Linked DNA regions of Hordeum vulgare: region 2 is linked to region 1. A link is a contact called in public Hi-C data. All regions are on one chromosome and are shown on one strand. The core of a region is the stretch at or near the end of the contact, and the rest is flanking DNA. Distances in the headings are between cores, read along the strand shown. Region 1 holds the start of LOC123402449 (ribosomal RNA-processing protein 8). Region 2 holds the start of LOC123402633 (serine/threonine-protein kinase STY13-like).

Evidence for each region. A called contact is a pair of places that touch in the nucleus more often than the background predicts.
Region 2: a Hi-C map of seedling shows a contact between it and region 1, with 5 times the contacts expected there. The contact joins the promoter of LOC123402633 here to the promoter of LOC123402449 in region 1. A contact is called at or near these places in 5 of 6 Hi-C or Micro-C datasets (leaf, seedling and an unstated tissue) and 1 of 1 datasets of contacts at active chromatin or transcription factors (embryo).

What each region holds. Positions count from the first base shown.
Region 1 is chr6H:326,914,739-326,917,968 of MorexV3_pseudomolecules_assembly, reverse strand. It overlaps LOC123402449 (ribosomal RNA-processing protein 8), which reads right to left and starts at 1,623. Exons shown (of 9, transcript XM_045096374.1): 1 at 1,302-1,623. The coding sequence starts at 1,517.
Region 2 is chr6H:327,214,420-327,217,649 of MorexV3_pseudomolecules_assembly, reverse strand. LOC123402633 (serine/threonine-protein kinase STY13-like) reads right to left here and starts at 1,673. Exons shown (of 7, transcript XM_045096567.1): 1 at 1,346-1,673; 2 at 78-264. The coding sequence starts at 214.

The DNA of each region.
Region 1 (3,230 bases), core at 374-2,873:
CCAGTTTAAACAAACTCAACCTGAACTTCAACTCAATTCAAAAAATAAATTAATCTCAAAGCTGCAAGCATTATTAGTTTAACTTCTTGTGTAGCCTTATCTTTCAATACATACAGTTCTAAGCAACTCTCTCGAAACTTCACCTCTTAGGTATCTCAATGGCGCTTGATTGGTGCACATGCTGCATGCAGAACACACACTGCCACGCTCATGGCTCAGCTGCCAGTGCGTGTGCCATGGACGGAGCGGCTTCCCAGGCCAGGTACGTGCACAGATGGATGACAGCCACAAGCAACTAACTTTTATAGTCTGTAGAATGTACTGTAGCTGTGAATCCCGGCATTTTCAACCATCCGATGGACTTAATCAACAGTTCACATTGCTTCTTGATCTTGTGATTGAAAAGTTTAAAACTGATACACTATATAGTAGTATTAGATATAGTTTTTGCATATGCAATTAATTTTATGTAGACTTTTATTCTACTTTTCTAAAAAAGCGCACTAGATATAGACAATGCTGTCAGTCGTCTACATCTTTCGACAGTGACCAAGCATGTCAATGGGGAGGCGGAAGTCGTGCACAAGGAGCGGGCAAACATGTTGGTCTCCTCATGCGGGTTTGTAAAAGATTCTAGAGATGCAACATGGCATGATCCAACCGAACTGAGAAGTAGATCCAACGGCCAAGGATGATGGGATTCACCACTCTTCATCATTGGATAAGAGTAAATCAACGGCTAATATTTGAAGTTATTAGCACACTATATATCAAGGATTCGTAGAAGATTCTAGAGATGCAACATGGCACGATCCAACCAAATTGAGAAATAAATCCAGCGGCCAAGGGCAATGGGATTTTCCACTTCTCCACTGGATAAAAGTAAATCAGCGGAGAATATTTGAAGTTGTCGGTATACTACATAGTGGTATAGATATTACTCCCTCCATAAAGAAATATAAGGTCGTTTAGATCACTAAAGAGTAGTTTTTTGCAAAGTGGCACATATGATCATAATTCCCGCAAAAAAAATTTATCACAATCGTGTACAGTTGTTTTAATGAAATGAATAATCGTGCATTCTAGTATGTTATACTAGTATTTTGTTCTTCAGGGATTATAATGATATGAATAAGTACTCAAAAGTCAAATATCACAAGCGGTGTGTACCTACAGACGTAGCAAATCATCTTTATCATCCCACGAACACACCACTTTGCAAAAGGAAACGAACACCAAGCTACCAACACTCCTCATTCTAGTATTCTACACATGCAGCTCTAGGACTAGGAAGGAATTACCTTTTCGAGTAGGCTCGTAGGCTTGCGCCCCTTGGATATTGCGGCGGCCTCGCCGGCCTTGCGACGCCGCTTCTCCAGGGGGGAGGCCCCATCCGCTGGAGGGTCAGGCAGAGGTGCCTGTTGTGAGTAAGAAGAAGAATCCTTCTGGCGTTTCCCGACTCCTCCTCTACGCCGCCTCTTGCGGCCGCCGGCGGTCGATTCTTGCTGAGATTTCATCTAGGAGGGGAGGCCGGCGGCCGGAGTCGCAGCGGCGGCGTGACCTTTTCGGGGTTTGGGGGGAATTCGTGCGGCTGTCTTGTTGCGACCCAGTTGCACGGAAGCGGGCCAGCGATATGTCTGTCGTCGGCCTCTTTACACAGGTGAGAGTAGATAGCACGGCCCAAAGTGCATGATATCGGCCCATGTCCTTGTACGGAGGCATTAAAAAAACTTACCCACGCAGCTAGAGCAACTAGGTTAGCAAGCACTTCTTCGGAAGCCTTTTAGCGAATACTCCCGGGCCGTCACTTGGCGCGTTCTTAGCCGCCGTCACATGTCGTGCTCCGAACGTTTCCTTTGTATTTTGCATTTTTTAGTTTTTCGCACGTGTTTTCGGCCTTTAAGAGTGGGTTTTTTCGGATTTTTTTTGGTGTTTCGGTTTTTCACCGGTCTTTCGTAACTTTTGGACGAAACGTTTCTTTTTTGCGAGAGGCACGGTTTTGCTTCAGCGAGAGGCATGGTTTTGCCTTCGCGAGAGGCATGGTTGTGCCTCTCGAAAAGGAAAAAAATGTGTTTTTGTTTTTTTACGAGAGGCACGGTTTTGCTTTTGCGAAACGCACGGTTTTGCTTTTGCGAAACGCACGGTTTTTGTCTTCGCGAGAGGCACGCCCGTGCCTCTCGGAAGGGGAAAACGGATTTTTTATTTTTTTACGAGAGGCAAGGTTTTGCTTCCATGAAAGGCACGAATTTGCCTTCGCGAGAGGCACGTCCGTGCCTATCCCGAAAGGAAAAAACGCGTTTTCTGTTTGTTTTTTTTTGTGAGAGGCACGATTTTGCTTCGCGAAAGGCACGCTCGTGCCTCTCCTGAAAGGGAAAAAACACGTTTTCTGCTCTCTTTTTTTCGTAAGAGGCACGGTTTTGCTTCCGCGAGAGGCACGTCTTGCCTTCACGAGAGGCACGATCAGTGCCTCTCACAAAGGGGAAAACGCGTTTTTTGGTTTTTTTTTCTATCGCGTGAGGCATGGTTGTTTCTTTCGGGTTTTTCGTTAAAAAAAGTTTGTTAAAATCTATCAACATGGGATCTAGTTTTGAAGATCTCGACGCGAGGAAGCCAACGGTGAAAAAAAATCGAGATTTGGACGCACGGTTTATAAGATAAAACGTTTCGGAAATACGGATCTACAAAAAAACGGAAAACTCTAAGGTTGCGTGTAACACCCCGAGACCGACGCCCTAGAAGATTCCCCTTTTATTCCGTTGTCGCCGTGTTGCTAGATTGTCTGTCGCGTTCATCATTGCATCATGCGCGTCATCTGCATTGCATCGGCACTTCGTTGCCGCCAGTTTTCAAAACTTGCATCCGTTATTAGTTGTCAGTTCTCTCATGTTCGTCGTTGGCCGTTTTGAGCCCGACCACACACCTACGCGTCCGCGACATCGATAAAATCTTGTTTTTAAAAGTGCTTATACAATATTCTCGGATTGGGTTGAAACTTGGTGTGCGGTCTTATTTTTATGTAGACACACCGCCTGCCAAATTTCATCGCAATCACAGTCCGTTTGATACCCGAACGTTCAACTGTAGCGGGACCATCATCGGTTTATCATCGGACGCTTTTCCAGTGTTTTTAAATTCTCGTTGCCGGGCCGCAAAACCCCTCTCTTCTCTCAGCCCATCAGAGTTACACGGCCCACCTAGCCCATTAACACCATCCCCACATTCGGAACCGT
Region 2 (3,230 bases), core at 424-2,923, 300 kb before region 1:
ATAAAGAGATAACTATAAGCAACTAACTCATACAAATCAGCAAACTGTAGATCGTAGTGCAAACAGTCGAGCCTTACTTTCCCTCATAGACCTTTGCATGTCCACCCTCACCGATCCGTGGCCCAACAAATAGAAGCTTTGGGTCGATGAGCCAGCTGGGATCAATGTGAAGACCTTCACCCGCATAGAACGTGCTCCCCGACTCCATTTCCATCAGAGTGGATCCACTTTGGGTCACGTGGGATCACACGGCCCCACCAAACACTTAAATAAAAGATTAGATATTTTTAGAAGGTGCTCGAAATTGGTAGAGAAGCATATCACTAGCATGTTGTACCAGAACCGTGCAGAACATAGATGCATCACATGTATACGACAAATTCTACTTTCAGAAGATATTCACAAGTTGCTCCAAAGAATACATTACCAATTAAGATAAAAGAAGAGGAAATATTTGCAGGTTGGTAGATAAGCATGTCATATACACGTATTGAGCACTTCACTGGATATAGCTAGAAACTAGAAGGATCTGGTGTATTCAATATTTTCCTCTTCACGGAAGTATTCGGAAGCTGGTATACGAACATGTTACTATGTTAGAAACATGTCACTGAAAATACGTATATTCTAGAAGGACCGACTGCATTCGACAATTTGTAAATAAGGTTCACGTACCACAATTATTTCCTTCTTATTTTCACAACAAAAAGAACCAGCTACTACCTTGTTCACATCTAGAGGAGAATATATGCATGCATTAATAAAAGCCTAAATAATGGATATTCCATATGCATTGAAAACCCATGAGTACCAGCATTGACCGCGTGAGTTACTTGAATGCAGTCCAGCACAAAATCACATAAATTTAAACCTATATAAGGCACGTTTTGCCATCTCTACCAACTCTTACTAAGAGAAATCTTCACCACATTACATCATGCTGAGATCACTATCTTGTAACTACTTGTGACCTGCTTAGCACGGCGGGTTGAGCCAGTCGGCACGCAACGATCCGTCCAAACGAGATAGACGCACGCAGAAAGGCGCCAGCTAAGCCTGCGGTTAAACACCATGTTTGCGCGCATTTTAGTCCACGCTTGCCGCGAAGCTTTTCTCTGTCAAAAACAGCGGCCCAACCACCCAGGGAGAGGGAGATGGAACCGCAAATGGCGTCGCAGCCCGACAGACCACCATGGACACTAGTCTAGAGTAAGAACTCAGGAGCAGCGACGGAGCGAGCTTCCGGTGACCACTAATCTAGCGCGAGCACGCGTGCAGGGAACGGAATCGGGCGGGATCAGGCGGATTGATCGGGAATTAGGACATGGCCGGGGACAGAGCTTACCAAAAAGCCCGGATCTCCCTCTTGTAGGAGCGCGAGGAGGCTAGGCCGCCGGGCGTCCGGGGAGCTCGCCTCCGGCGCCTCTGGAGCGCGAGCAGCAGCAGCAGCTCGACGCCCGGCGCCACATCAAGGGGAGGAGAGGCAGCAGCTAGCTAGGAGCCCGACCGCGCGCGGGTGAAGCGGTGGCAGAGGCAGAGCAACGCGGAGAGAGATGGAGATGGGGATGTGAGGGCGTGGCGGTCGGTCGGAGCGAGGCAGCGTGCAGCCCGTGAGAGGGGGAGGAGGGATGGACGGAGGGGTAGAAAGATGGGTGAGATCGAGAGATTTCAGTGTACTGCTAGTATTCATCTGTTTCCGAGCCCCTCTCTTCCTTTCTATCCCTCGTCTTAACAGTATAGTTTGGATCCCAATATTCAGCAAACACCAGATTTTTAGACATGCCAAATCAAATATTTTTCACATAAATTATGTTTATTGTGGGTGATAAGTTTAGTTGACGAGTATGATAAATACGGTTCAATTTATTTTCTTACTACACGTTGTGTTTGTCAACTAAATTTGGCATCCTCGCGTCAACATAAATTGCCACGAAAATAGTTTGATTTGCCATGCATTCATATTTGTAGCCTTTCGGTAAGACTTCATTCATCAAATAATTGAGAGGACATTTACAAACAATGATGAAATAAAGTAATACTAGAGTCCAAAACAAACCAAAAAAATCTGATATTTAAAAGCAGCATAGCTAAAGAATTTGTTGCCTCATTAATTTCCTAGAAACAGTTTTGATAAATAAGTTGACCAAATTTACTTGCTACATGCTCGCATTCCATGATAATAATGACTTCAGATCCAAAATACTGTTCATCTTTTTGCAATGTGTCAAGGCAAACGAGCTACCAACTCTAGTGCCGCTTTGTTGGAGTCAACATTTGAAGTCATTTACAGACCCAATCCGATTAGCTATGATTTTAGTTGAGTCTGCACTAGTCACATGGTGTAAGAACCACATTGTTGCCACAACAAAATTTCCGCATTTACCCTGTGTCACTACTCCAGTAGCACCTATAAGGGTTTCAGCAGAAAAGGAAGTGTCAACATTTATTTTTGTTACTTCATGCGATGGCTTCTTTCACATGTGATCACGCTTATGTTTAGAGGTATTAGAAGATGATGCTTTCACAAAAGTTATGATTAGAACCTTCCAATCTCTCAAAATACTACAATGTTTCTCCCTGTACGAGTAGTTTTTGTTGCCACCATATAAACTAAGTTGCAACCAATGCTAGCTCCGGTGAAGGAATATCTTCATGTGTAGCATGTAATTTAAACAAGATCTCCAAGGTTTACTAAACCAGAGCGGTCCTTAGCATTGCTTTATGTACTTCCTCTTAGAGTCCCAATTCTTTCCAGATTTCCTTAGCTCAATCACATGAGAACAAACAATGTTGTATGTCCTCCAATCCTGTAGCACATAAGAGACATTTAGTAGTGGTTTGAATGTGACCTCTAGCTAGAACACCATGACAAAGTAGAACTTCATGCAACACCTTCCAAATGAAGATTTTAACTTCCCCCGGGATATGAAGGCCTCATATCTCTTTCCAAATCTAATTTAAGTTTAAACTGCCTTGGGCATCTATTTTGTTCATTCTTTGTCCATATTGGTGCTCTCGCTCTCTATGATATGCCAATTATACGAAAACTGTACTCGGACGTGCATAATTCCAAGCAACAAAATCAACAATAGCTTCAACATTGAAAGGAATTTGGAGAATTTGTTGAACACACACACGGGAGAAAACATCCCAGATGAGTAACTCATACCACTCTCGAGAGTTTGGGTCAATCAATTCTCCTACCTTTTATAGCATAATACCTCCTCTTG